Regions from separate parts of the Mus musculus genome. Here region 1 is linked to region 2. The links are chromatin contacts, called in public HiChIP or PLAC-seq maps. All regions are on one chromosome and are shown on one strand. The core of a region is the stretch at or near the end of the contact, and the rest is flanking DNA. Distances in the headings are between cores, read along the strand shown.

Region 1 (4,291 bases), core at 611-3,110, 39 kb after region 2:
GTTTAGAGCAGAGCAAGGGCAACTAAAGGATAATGTGACTGCCAGAGGGCGTGTTAGCCAATGATGACAAATGAGCTCACAAAGGTTCGTTTGACAGTCTGCAAACTGACAGGAGTGCCTGTAGACAGGTAGCAGATGGCACATGGTATGGGACCTGCTCTAAGTGAACTGACACCAAGAAGACCGCAAGGCTACATCCCACAGCGACAGCATGGTTACAGCCCACAGCTCTAACTTGTGACCCAGTCCACAAGTCCGTAAGGGCACAATATGTCAACATGTGGAATCCTGGGACTTGGGGGGAAATAAATGTGGGACCATAACAAAATAGCACAATAGCCTAAGAGCCAAATTCATGTTCTGGTGTCAAAGCACGTTCATGGAGTGTTTTTATAATAACGGAGAGGAGGGAAAGGTCATGAAACAAGGCGCTTTTCAGATAACCTTTGTGGAAACCGAAGTGGCTACAGCAAAGTGGAAAAATCCTATGAGCTTTCCGTGTTGGCTGATGACTCGTAGTTTCTTGGTTGGCAGAACCTATGGTTTTGTTAATGTATCCCAAAAGGTTTGTATCTACTGGTTACAGGATGCTAGGGTCTGCCCAGTAGGCAAGGAATGGCTATTTAGTGGGTGTGGTGGTTGGAATGAGAATGTCCGTCACAGGCTCTGATATTTGAATACTTGGCCCCTCGGTGGTGGAACTGTTTGAGGAGGGGTAGAAAGTATGGCTTTCCTGGAAGACGTCTATCAGTGGGAACATGGTGTGAGGCTTCCAAGCCATGAGCCATTTTCGGTTCTTTCCCCTGCTTGCTCCTTATGATGGGAGCTCTCATTGGAATGCCCCAGCTGCCAGGCTTGCCTGCAGCTGAACCTCCCCCACGGTAATGGCGACAGACTCTTCTTACTCCTCTGGAACCATACCCCCAGATAAACCTTACCTTCTACAGGTTGCCTTGATTATGCTGTCTTATCACAGTAACAGAAAAGTAACTGTTACAGGGGCTAAGGCTATCCCTACATAAATTGCAATTAGGCTGCACTATTCACAACTCGCCACAGACACTGGGGTGAGAACCAGTTCACCCACCTCGCAAACATTTCCAACCTGAAGGTGCAGCCTCATTCACTCTGGGAGCTGCTGCTCTGCCTTCTCTCTGCTCTCCAAAGGATGTCATCGCATCCATACCACACAGCCAGATAACTGGGACCCTTCTCGCTCGGGCTAAGCAGTCTATATATAAATCAGACATTATCCATTTCCATTTCCCTGTGTAGGATGTTCTGCAGAGAAAGTAACATGATTTCCTGGAATGTCTATGTGCTTTGTGCAAGTCTTAAAAGGAAACGATCCCAAAACTCAGTTCCTTGTTGGTTCTGCTTGATTTGATCTAAATTCTTTATTTAAAAAATAGAGAATTCTATTCTAGTCTATTCTCCTTTAATATCCATCAGTTAAAAAAAAAATACTTTTTGTGCCCTTATAAATAACCTACATTCTATGCAAGAAGTTATAGTGTTCTGTTAAAAGGATCGAATTAAATAAAGACATCAGCAGAAATTGAATCAACAATTCTTGTTCCTGTCTGTGAAATGTCAATTAAATCCCAAGGCCCCAACAACAAACCCAGAAGCCTTATTTGAGCATTCTGATAGCCTTTGCTTTACCAATAAGCCACCTCTTTCCTCTGAGATTTGAATCACTTTTAAATGAATTATTGGGCTACATGATGACCTAGACTCCCAGGATTTATCACTGTTAATTTTCTACCTCTCTCTGACCATATCTTGTTAATTTGGAGAGCATCCCGCAGAGCTTTGCTCTGCCAAATGAAGCCTTCAACTAACCAGCAGAGGGAGCCCCAGAAGACGCCTCAGCTCCCCCAGTGTCTTCCTGGGTGCACCAGGAAGTCTCTGTGAATTCAGGTCTGCTCTCTGCAGGAAGAAGTGCTGTTCAAGTTGGAGGTAGAAAAGACCGATCTTTTAGATGGTGGTTTATTGACTTATTTAGTGCTTTGCTTAAGGCACTCTTTGTGCTGCCTATTCGCCAAGCGTGATTTCAGATAACTGGAGCTGAATGACCCAGAGAAAGAGCAGAAACAATGGACAGTCTGCTGACCTAACCATGCTTGCTTGCCTGCCCCACCTTGTGGTTTTTATACATTAAGAATACACAGTAGACACAGGCTCAAGGCCTTCATGAGCTTTGCTGGCTTCGGTCCACCGATGACGGCTCCTCTCCTCCGCTCTCACTGTTTGTTGTCCGGGTGCTCATCCAGAAAGAGCCCCACAAGAGACTTACTGGGGAAAGCCTGGGTTCTGTCTGCACACCAGTAGGAAACTAGTCTCTCGCCTAAGATCTTTTGAGAACGGAAAGTCTCTTTCGTACAAATTTCTCTTAACAGCTCAGTGGCTCTTGTTTTTCGAAACCCTAAATAAATTGATTCTATGGATCCATGGATGGTTAATGAGATGGGGAGAAAAAGAAAATAAGCTCTCTCCAAAACTGTTTAAGACAACACTGGTTTGTGGAGTGTCGAATTATTAAATTACCCAGTTTGTTTCTTCCACTGTAAAGATGCAGTAGTGATAGTAATCCTGGCTCCTGCCTCAGTCACTAATCTCTCTCCCCCCATCCCCTCCCCCTCCCCCTCTCCTTCCCCTTCCCCTGTCTTTCTTGCTCACTTGCTCCCTGGCTTGCTCTTGCTTTCTTACTCTCTCTGTGCATTTGTGTGTGTGTGTATGCATGTGTGTTTTTATGTGTGCATGCTTCTGTGTGGGTGTCTTTTGTGTCTGTGTGTGTATGTGTCTGTGTCCGTGTATGTATGTGTGAGTATATGTATGTATGTGTATTATGTACATGTGTGTATGTATGTGTGTCTGTGTGTGTATGTATGTGTATGTGTGTTTATGTGTGTGGTGTAGTTAATCCTCACATCAGCCCTTACTGGTAGGTTTCATTGTTCCCACCTACAGAGGAAGAAATAGAGGGCTTGGTGAAGAATTCAATCAAGGACACAAGCTAGAGAGAACTTTCTGACTCAAAAGCCGGTTCTCACCGGTTAAGAAAAATAACCCCATCTTGTAGGTATTTTGAACTGTACATGTCATTTAACCGTTACTGTCCCCACTTCCAAAGGTCCTGTGAGGTAAGCACGAATAGTAACTTCCCCTTCTCCCAACTCCTTTTTACCTCTTTAGCTCCTAATTTTAAAAGTTAGCTTGGGACTGAAAAGATCGCTTAGTGTTTAGGGGCATTCGCTGCTCTTGCTGAGGGCCTAGGTGCAGTTTCTGGAACCCACACGTGGTTTACAGCCATCTGGAACCGATACCTTCTTCTCACCTCTGAGGTCATCAGACATGCACAGAGTACGCAGACACACATGCAGGTAAACACTCCTACACATAGCATTTTTTTAAAAATCCTTTTATTAAAGATGAGAGAAACTAAAGCTCACAACATCAAATGAGGTTTTCTCTTTCTGTATAGAGTAGAGCTGAGACTGGGGTGGGGAGGGGCGATGTGATTGGCAGAGTCTGCTTTGTCACCTATAGGTGATGGGACTCATCTTTCTCCCCAACGCCTTAATCCCAACACAGCCATTTAAGCCCTGAGTTGTTTTGGTTTTTTGTTTGTTTGTTTGTTTGTTTGTTTGTTGTTTTGCTTTGTTTTTAAGAAATGAGAACAGCTACCGGAAGATCCAACAATACCTCTCCTGGGCATATACCCAGAAGATGTTCCAACTGGTAATAAGGACACATGTTCCACTATGTTCATAGCAGCCTTATTTATAATAGCCAGAAGCTGGAAAGAACCCAGATTTCCCTCAACAAAGGAATGGATACTGAAAGTGTGATACATTTACACAATGAAGTACTACTCAGCTATTAAAAAGAATGAATTTATGAAATTCTTGGGCAAATGCATGTATCTGGAGGATATCATCCTTAGTGAGGTAACCCAATCACAAAAGAAGTCACTTGATATGCACTCACTGATAAGTGGATATTAGCCCAGAAACTTAGAATACCCAAGATACAATTTGCAAAGCACAAGAAAATCAAGAAGAACGAAGACCAAAGTGTGGATACTTCATTCCTCCTTAGGCTAGGGAACAAAACACCCATGGAAGGAGTTACAGAGACAAAGTTTAGAGCTAAGACGAAAGGATGCACCATCCAGATACTAGCCCACCCAGGGATCCATCCCATAATCAGCCACCAAACCCAGACACTATTGCATATGCCAGCAAGATTTTGCTGAAAGGACCCTGATATAGCTATCTCAAGTGAG
Region 2 (3,669 bases), core at 41-2,540:
CTGCCCTATACCAAGCTACAGCTGTCAAAGTTCATCTTCTCTCTTGCCTGTCCAGTGCAGCAGTTATATGGCTATGACAATAGAAACCTGGCCAGCTCAAATTGATACACACTATGAATATGAAATATCAGTATATGCCAGATTCTGAACATCCTATACCATTATCAAAAAACATAAGGCCCTGGTAGTACCAGAAGCCTCTGCTCTCTGCACGTGGAGGATGAGGCAGGTAGATCTCTGCAATGTCTAGACCTGTCTGGGCTACACTGTGAGTTCCAGGTCAACCAGTGCCACACAGTGGAACCCTATCTATAAATAAATAAATAAATAAATAAGCAAACAAACAAACAACACAAAAGTTTCATATTTGCTACTTGTATATTTACGTGAAGTAAAATATACTTCAGTACATTTTATGCCCTGGGCCAAATAAATTAAGATTAGTCTCAGAAGTTTCCTTTTACTTTTATTGTAATACAGGTACTATAAAACTAAAAACCACTTGAACGGTTCGTATGCTATTTCTGTTAGACGCAGGAAGTTTTAGGAAGAAGTAACGAGAATTTGCTAGGTGCTAGGCACTGTGCCAAATGCTTTGCATAATCCTAACAAGGACGCTACAACATCGAGCTTTGCCTAACAGACCCACTCCCTTAAACCAACCCTGACTGGCAGCTGGGATTCAAAGTTTGGTATTTTTATTAATTAATTCCAAAAGGGGGCGACTAACCACTATGACCCCGGGCATCTCCTTACTTAGCAGAGGAAAATCGAGTGACGAAAGGACAGAGATATGCACCAATTATACCCCTGGGGCAGTCAAAACCAATGTCAGACAGCTTGAAGCGCCTAGGAGGGAGCCCTGGGCAAGCTGCTCCAAAGCCAGGACAAGGCGCGTTGAGTGAGGTGGCCAGGACCTGACCGTGGACGAGCTGCTGAGGGATGCAAACACGCCATGACCCCCACGTCACCAAACACTGCACCCACACTCCCGGTCCACCCCGCGTACCCGTGCAGATCTTGTGTCTCCACCCTAGGACAAGGGGAAGTGGGACGCAAATGTCTCTGCAGGGGGAAATGAGAGAAAGGACAAGAGAACAGAGAAGGGCAGGTACCTTAGACCCAAGGTGACTCCAAGTTCTTAACGCCGGATCATCACCGAGGCCCCACCCGGCTCCCGCGGCTACCAGCGACCCCGAAGGTGCAACTGACCCAACGCTGCCTCGCAACCGACTCCGCTCACCCGGGACTTGCAGCTATGGCAACTTGAACTAGCCGCCCAGGCACCGCTAGAGCACAAGACGCGCCGCCGCCGCCTGGCCCTCTGGGAGCTGTAGTCCATCCCACACTCCAGAGCAGGGAGATGTAGCAAGAAATAACAGGAAATGACAGGAGATAAACTGCAAGTCCCAGCATGCTCTGAGCAGGGCCTCTACTTGCCTTTCCCGGAAGAAACTGGCTAAGCGGTCTTTACAGACCTGGAGCCCTGCCTTCTTTTCCCGCACTAATTTTGTTTTTTTTAAGGGCCAGTAGCCTGTGAAGCCGCAAACTCCTGCTCGAAAGTGAATTCAAATGTCTCGCGACACTGAGTGTAATTTTACTTATTAGGACACATCAAAGGATAAAAGCCAACAGTGAGATTTTAAAATCGCTTTAACGTCCTATTCTAATGGCTTAAGGCTTGGAGGGGAGTAAACAAGTTTATCAAGTGAAACACTCTCTGCCTGGAGTGACTAAGATCTCACCTCTCCTCCCTGGCAAACTACAAATGCAATATGAGGTAGTATGTTCCTTACTAGCTTGTTATGTCCTCACAAGAAAATGAAAGAAGTGTTTTCTGCTCGGGGGGGTGGGGGGGGGAGTCAGTTTCAGCTATAATGAGAGAATTAAAACCTTAAGGAAGGAGAGCTTTGAGAAAAACTAAGAAGTGAAAAATAATTAGGCACCTTTCTTTTCCTTCTACTCTGTCAAAGAGAGAGAGAGAGAGAGAGAGAGAGAGAGAGAGAGACTCGATCCTCCCCAAAGCTAGAATTAAATTTTATCTGATCTATGAAGGTTTTCCTGAAGCCTAAAAAACAGTTATCAATGCTTCTTAACCTGTGAGTAGCGACCTTCAGAAAACACATATTTCTGATGGTCATAGGAATTGAGAAACCACTCCATAGCAAAATTACAGTTTTGAAGTGGCAATGAAAATAAATTGATGGTTGGGGATTCCTAACACCATTGGAAATATATGTTTTCTGATGGTGACGCACAGGTTGAGAACTGCTGATCATTGTATAATCTAGGTTTTCTATTGTGGACATTTTATGTTAGAATCATGAATTACCCACTTAATCTTCCCACTTAGGGATTGAAACAAATGGATCTGACCTTTTAAAATATCTCCTTCCCCCCAAAGTCCCCACCCTGCTCACTTAAAGGCTTTTCCTATCAAGTTTAAGCATAAATTTTTCTAAAGATTTACCTAAGTAATTGCATCCACAATTGTGCCTCTCCAAGACACTACAGCTGACACAGAGAGCAACTTAATTCAGAACAACCATACCAGCAATGCCTGCAGAGGCATAATGGCTCTGTTCGTTAATAGCTAAGTTTCACAAGATAATTTTATTCAGTTTAGCAAATATGAATATTGAATCATCTTAGGATTCTGTCTTCTAGAGAGAAGACACAGGGGTAATGAAGAGATTTAAAAGTACCATTGTTTTGCTTCAGTTGCTTAGAGCCAATGGAAGGAGATGAATGGAAGCAATTCATGACAGTGGTGGAGGGGAGACCACTGCCACAGGATCTATGTAGAAACACAAGAGAAACCCTTCCTTAGGAAAGTATATCTGATCAACTGCCAAAAATGTATTACCCAAATGCTAGAATAACTTTGGTTATACGTGAGTGCATTACATTAGTAAAAATTAATTGTTAATAATATTGTTGTCCAGCTGTGTGTGTTCAGTTCTATTGACTCCGTTTTAAAGTGATATTGGACAAACAAAGAAAAAAAAAAAAAACCTCTGAAGACACAGGTGGGACCACAGAAACAAGATTTGAGTTAATTGTGATTAGAAATTTGTATATGCATGATTAAATTAATACCTAACATCAACTGCCTTTATTAACAGATGTGGCATGGTATGGGGATTAAAAGTAGTAAAGTCAGATCATAGAATGGGTCTCCTTTGCTTCTTAACAAGATATATTTTTAATCGGAAAATTGTGTTGTGGCTCCCAAAGACTCTGAATTCCTTTTCATTGACACGGCTGGTCCGTGTCATCCACACCACCAGTCCATTGGAGCTGAGTCACATGAATCTAGACTTGGGCAAAGCTAGGAGAGTTCCTTGAGGTATTCCTCCTTTGTCCATCATGCAGCAGGAGTGGGCATGGTGAGTCAGTTTGCTAAGCCTGCCATAACAAAACACCAAAGAAAAGGTGGCTTGAACGATGGGAATTAACGTGAGAGACTGAGAAAGAGAGAGAGAGAGAGAAATACTTCATATACCAGAAGGCTGAAAGTCACAGATCGAAGTGCCAGCCAACTGGAGTGCTCTCATTATCTTCTGTGTGGCTTTAAATGCCATTGTCCTTTTGTGAGCACAGAGCTGGTTTATCTCGTTACCTGTTTAAAAAAAAAAAAAAAAAAAAAAAAAAAAAAAAAAAAACACA

What was found. HiChIP or PLAC-seq counts read pairs in DNA pulled down with a chosen protein or histone mark.
Region 1: an H3K4me3 HiChIP or PLAC-seq map of the SCID.adh cell line shows a contact between it and region 2, with 11 read pairs. The contact joins the enhancer-like site here to the promoter of Cep128 in region 2. A contact is called at or near these places in 1 of 39 promoter capture datasets (macrophages), 1 of 15 datasets of contacts at CTCF or cohesin (the NIH/3T3 cell line), 8 of 484 Hi-C or Micro-C datasets (Th1 cells, brain, brown adipocytes and 5 more), 4 of 115 datasets of contacts at active chromatin or transcription factors (the SCID.adh cell line and embryonic stem cells) and 1 of 9 other capture datasets (adipose tissue).

The regions. Positions count from the first base shown.
Region 1 is chr12:91,421,456-91,425,746 of GRCm38.p6, forward strand. The region is part of intron 1 of Tshr (thyroid stimulating hormone receptor); the gene reads left to right. Among named protein-coding and RNA genes, the nearest start is that of Tshr, 23 kb to the left of the region's middle. Within about 2 kb of position 1,861, at least 18 of the 459 cell types and tissues checked have an H3K27ac peak or open chromatin away from gene starts, as enhancers often do. A contact at or near this core is called in the SCID.adh cell line and uterus, where this site is marked.
Region 2 is chr12:91,383,119-91,386,787 of GRCm38.p6, forward strand. It overlaps Cep128 (centrosomal protein 128), which reads right to left and starts at 1,291. Exons shown (of 26, transcript NM_181815.3): 1 at 1,116-1,291.